Linked DNA regions of Acanthopagrus latus: region 1 is linked to region 2. The links are chromatin contacts, called in public Hi-C maps. All regions are on one chromosome and are shown on one strand. The core of a region is the stretch at or near the end of the contact, and the rest is flanking DNA. Distances in the headings are between cores, read along the strand shown. Region 1 holds the start of mrpl23 (39S ribosomal protein L23, mitochondrial). Region 2 holds the start of igf2b (insulin-like growth factor 2b).

Region 1 (2,747 bases), core at 135-2,634, 130 kb after region 2:
AAAATCTGTAAGCGAAAACTTACTCCATTGGGATGCGAAACTGGGCAGTGTCAGGAGGCTGCTCCTTCCCTGGTCTCACCAGCGTCAGGAACCAGTTGGGTCTGAAGATCCTCAGCTGAGGGTTACCCAGCTGGTAGAGAGGGTATCTGAGAGAAGAGGTGAACAGTTGTCACAAACACTATCAATTGATGACACCCTGTAATGTTTCATAAAATCACACTGAAACTTTGGAAGATATTAAAGCCACACAAGTGATCAGGTTGAAGTGTGCAGTGCAATTTTATGTTTTACATGCTATAGTCGTCTGTTGACAAACATGATAAAGGTGAAGACAAGGGAAAAAAGCTGTTTCAAAAGAAAGCTTTGTAATGAAGTTAAGATTACCCTTGCCAGACCACATTTAAGGGAGGCCATCAGTCCTACTATTATTCACCAGCTAGACAAAAACGTGTCTGTGTGCTTTCAGAGCCAGATTCATCAGAACTTTTTCACTTTTATCAGATGACCTGGTTCCACTGTGTGCTTGTTTATAACTTATCTGATCTGCTGCTTCTGGTTTTTCCCAGATATCAGCAAAACTACATGAACCTGGAATTATCCTATAACCTCGTTTTGAGCCTGTCATGCAAGAATAATATACATTCATCATCAGATCACTGACAAATAGGTGTTAATGTTGACATGACACGGGAAATAAAACATTATTTATAAATGTAGCATCATGGGCTAGTCTGAAGTGACAGATTTCATCCTTGGAGCGTGTTTGAATTCGTTAAAAACAAGTAATATGCCCTGATATAGTGTTTACAGACACAGGTGAGTTTCTTCACTATCTACCGATCATTAACAGCTACACGACAACCTGTCATAGCAACGTACATAGTTACTGCACTACGACACTAGCTGCACGTTAACGGCAGTTTGTTTGTAGCATAGCTAGCCACCGCTGGCTATGTTCGTGTCGTATAACATCATTTAAGAGTGAGTTATAGAGTTGAACACTAACAATGCGCATCGACAGAAGTGTATGATAAGTGAAAACAACGTTTACCAAAGGCTACATTCACACATGCTGGGTAACTAAGAGGCGGATACGCGCTAACGTTAGCTGTGTTTGCTAGCTTCCCAAATCATCAGAAGAGCGGAATAACAAAGATACAGTCTCTAGTTGAGGCGTCGTTTTGGGGGTTATTTACGACTAAAAACGAAAAGAAAAGGCTCGACACTCACAGTAGTCTTGTTACAGGCATCGCTGGAGCGGTTTGCTGTGAACCCTAAGCTACCAGCTAGCTGTTTTGTAGTCTTTTCAAGGTTGTCAAACGCTGTGCTGCACGTGCGTGGATGTACTTCCGGTAGCACTGGCACGGCGCAGGCGCACTGGAGTTTGCTTTATGCCCTTGAAGGAAAGTTCACAGCCCAGAGGCTTGGATTTATATAAATGGACTCCATGTCCACTGTAGGTATTTTTATTATAAGTAATGTGTTTTAGCCATTTAATCTCAGCGATAAGGCAGCAACAGATTATTTACAATCTGAATAACCACCAAGTGAAATCCAGTTATAAAGGCAGGTTGTAATAAATCAGAGGAAAGTGGCTAAAAATATAGGACAGGGGCACAGAAGTTTCTCACTATTCTGATGATATCTAACTATTAGTTTATATTTAAAGGCATGCCATCAATTGGTGTTTGTTAATTACAAGATTTAAACCTTCTTACCAGTACACACATGACACAGTTAGTGGTAGTAAGAGTACAGTAAGCAGACAAAACTGATTATGATGCAGTGCCAAGTAAATCTGCATGTGAGTGTTTCTCAACCCATTAATTCCCCCACATTTTCAGAAGAACTGGTCAAAGTACTCTGAGTTGAGTGTTTGATGGACCGTGGATTACATCTTGTTTTGTTTGCACACATTCAATATTAATCCTGAATTTTAATTTAATCTTGCACTTTGAAAAATTGTGTTTTATTCATATGCACATGCGGAATATGGACATCTTTGCCTTTGAAACAAAATCAATTCAGACATTGACACATTGTTTATATTTATTATAGCTGGATTGATGAAGTGGTAGATACTGTATCAATATATAGACATTTATTTATTTTTTTTAAGACACTATATCACTCACTCCAGAGTGCAATATAAGGACCTGCTTTGATTTCCTTGTTAGATAACAACAGAGTTCCCTTTCTTAAAAAATGGCTGTCCGTTTTGGGAACGCCGTTGCTGTTTTCTCGGGGCACATGTGATGAGACAGCAGCAGAGGGAGACCTCGTACCATGTCTCCTGCAGACCCTGTGCCCCAGAGTCTGACCTGACCTCACACCCACTACGGTGTGCCTGCAGCGGGGGTAAGAATGATTGAAGGCCCCCTGAGTGGAACATGAGTCTCTGGCTCAGCTGGTTCAGACCTGGCAGGAAATGGACCACAGTGACAGCCAGGGAGGGAAGTTTCCATCAGTTAAGATGCCATGGAGTGTGTGTGTGTGTGTGTGTGTGTGTGTGTGTGTGTGTGTGTGTGTGTGTGTGTGTGTGTGTGTGTGTGTGTGTGTGTGTGTGTATGGCAGTTAGGCATTTGATTATTATGCAGTTGTTGTAATGTTTACCAGTTGCTGCAGGTATTTATCAAACGCTGTCAGAATGTCCTGCTGTCCCGACAGTTGTTCAGCGGAGTTTTTAGCCACTTTCTTAGCCAATCAAATATTCTCTACCACCAGTTCATTGGTTGTTTACTTGTTCG
Region 2 (2,821 bases), core at 110-2,609:
AGAGAAGTTTAAAGGGGGAAAGTGGTTGACAATGTGTCGATACAGAACCTCGGACCTGTGCAGCCAGCGGTCCAGACCGGGAGCTTTTGGGCCGGGCTGGGGCTAGCTGGTTAGCATCGCTAACTTCAACATGAAAAACTGTCATTTCTTCACATTCTGCTGTTCATTTCTGAGCATTTTCAACTAAAATTCTAACATACTGCACCACATGACTCTATGTGCTCTCTGTCACTGTGTTTAAAGATAATAGTGCCCATTAATATCACATACAAGCTCACCTCCACCTCTTTGTACTCGCTGTTAGAAGACAACAAAGGATGGAAACTGTCCTTGACCTGAGAGGATAAAACCTCGGGGAGCTCGTCCGGACGGTGGGCAGCTTGTGGACCGGGTCCCTGGTCCCCCCAAAACCTGCAGAGCTGAGAGCCAAGAGACAAAACAAGCAGAGGTTCAGCACCCAGACCACTAGGTGTCAGTGTGAGTCTGAGGACACGGTCCACATCCTCAACCTCCAGCACAACACTCACTTATATAAGGGCGCCCTCCTTCAGTCTCACACAGAAACACAGCTTACTTTCACACTGTGACACAATTTTAATCTGAGTTTTTATCATTTCTGTCGCCCTCCTCGTCCTTTCACGGGACCCTCAGCACCTCCAGTCCCTGCAGGACTCACTGATCTGCTGTGTTATTAATATTAATGCTCAGCTCAGTGTGAGAAAGCACAACGTCATCTCTTTTCTTCATCACTTCCTCCTGCCTCTTCATCACATGATGCAGCATTTCTTTACACTGACACTTGATATTCCTGCTGCAGTCTGTCAGTCAGTCAGTGCTGCTGCTGCTGCTGCATCCTCCTCCTGGATCAACCCCGCTTCACGCTCCCCTTCAGGTGGAGCCCCTGACCTCTGTGACTAACACCTCCACCTGAGTCAAGAGCAAACCCCCCCTTCCTCCTCCTCCTCCTCTTCTCCTCCAGCACCTCAGCCACACTCCTTCCCCTCCTGAACGCTCATCTTAATTACAGCAGGGCGGAGACATTGACATTTTTCTTGGAGTCTGAGGAATTACGTCTATTCTTGTTCTTGTCAGCGTCCCTGTGTGTAAACATTGTGATTGTAGGTTACAGTGCGTAAACGTGGAAAATGCCTATGGAATTGTTCCATATTTTGTGACTCTCACTCTCTCCCTCTCCTTTTTTTTTCTCTCCCCCCTTTTTTTTGTGCCTTTTCTCCCTTTAAGCACTTTTCCATAAAACGTCTCTGGACCATTTTTTTTTTTTTACCAGCCGTGAAGAGGAGGAGCGAGGGGTGGGGTGTGGAAGTAAGGGGCGTGTTTTGGTATATAATACCTCTCCCTGAGAAGTTTTGTTCTGTCGCCTGGTCTTTGGGACAGCCTCTCACACATCATCTCAGCCGCACCAACTGGGAAACTAACTCACCTGCAATCTCTCCGAAACCAAATAACCACCCCCCCTCCCAACCAACCCCTCCCGACGTTTTTGACTACTGCCATCTGACATGGAGACCCAGCAAAGACACGGACGCCACTCACTTTGCCACACCTGCCGGAGGACGGAGAGCAGCAGAATGAAGGTAACCAGAGGGAACAAATAGTTTCATGCGCCGGTTTTTTTGTTTTTTTTTTTGTGCCGTGCGGGTCTTGACAGACGTCTGACGGGGTTGTAACCAGGTTTTTTCTCTCGTGCTGTGCGAGTGAGACACATATACAAAAAAAAGAAAGAAAAAAAACACTCCTCCGGGCTGAGCAGATGCACTGATCGCATCATTTTTTCTCTCTTTTTTTCTCCCCTGTTTGGACATCTCTTTTAATTCGCATGCAGCAGAGAGAAAGTTGAGGATGCAGACGTGACATGGAGAGCTGGGAAGCATTCGTGCAACAGGTTACCTGATAGGGAAGGAGGAGAGCAGAGTTTCAGGGGTGTTTTATTTCGTGTGATGTTTTTGGTTTTTATTTCTGTTCTCTTTCTGTTGGGATTCTTGATGGCGCGCCGTTCTCTGGACTCTCTGGAGCAGCAAACAGCTGGTCTTTTCTGTCGGCAGATAGGGGGCGGTAGGTCTGAGGGTCAGTGAGCTCATCCCAGGGTGAGCAAGGGGAAAATAAATGCTGAGTCTGGCCTTTCGGATAGTTAACTATCGAGCAGCCGGTCTCGCAACTTTCTGGAGAGTTGTGTAAGAGCGCGTAAGGCAGAGATACCGTCTCGGTTTTTCCTCCAGAATAAGCACTTCTCCCAGGTGCGACACAGTGACAGCGGCTGATAACGGTGACGGGGGGAGGCAGGGAGAGAGGCAGGGAGGGGGAGAGAGAGGGGGGGAGGTGGACATATGCCATCATTTGTTTTACGCAGTTAGTAGGTCAATACATCAATACGTAGAAACAGCACCTAACTGTGGAAGTCGTACATCTTGTACAATGCGTAAAGTCTGGATCCAACATCTGGCTGTCATCTGGGATTTATTACTCAGAAGATTTTTTTTTAAAAAAAAATTTCATGTGTTTTTTTTTTTTTTTTTTAAATCAATGTCATCACTTCTGTAATGTTTGCATTTGTTGACCAGATGCTGTGTGTGTGCATGTGTGTGTGTGTGTGTGTGTGTGTGTCTGCAGGTCAAGAAGATGTCCTCGTCCAGTCGCGCGCTGCTCTTTGCACTGGCCCTGACGCTCTACGTGGTGGAGGTGGCCTCGGCGGAGACGCTGTGTGGGGGAGAGCTGGTGGATGCGCTGCAGTTTGTCTGCGAAGACAGAGGCTTCTATTTCAGTAGGTTCCGAAAAAACAACACAAGTTTTCTGCTCTCGTCTC

What was found. Hi-C and Micro-C count contacts between places; a contact is called where the count stands out from the background.
Region 1: a contact with region 2 is called in a Hi-C map of muscle, with 9 times the contacts expected there. The contact joins the promoter of mrpl23 here to the promoter of igf2b in region 2. A contact is called at or near these places in 4 of 4 Hi-C or Micro-C datasets (liver and muscle).

The regions. Positions count from the first base shown.
Region 1 is chr8:3,688,707-3,691,453 of fAcaLat1.1, forward strand. It overlaps mrpl23 (39S ribosomal protein L23, mitochondrial), which reads right to left and starts at 1,385. Exons shown (of 5, transcript XM_037107493.1): 1 at 1,231-1,385; 2 at 24-146. The coding sequence starts at 1,250.
Region 2 is chr8:3,558,361-3,561,181 of fAcaLat1.1, forward strand. igf2b (insulin-like growth factor 2b) reads left to right here and starts at 1,360. Exons shown (of 4, transcript XM_037107026.1): 1 at 1,360-1,595; 2 at 2,629-2,779. The coding sequence starts at 1,521. It overlaps LOC119024335 (a long non-coding RNA gene), which reads right to left and starts at 2,597. Exons shown (of 4, transcript XR_005076450.1): 1 at 1,909-2,597; 2 at 279-419.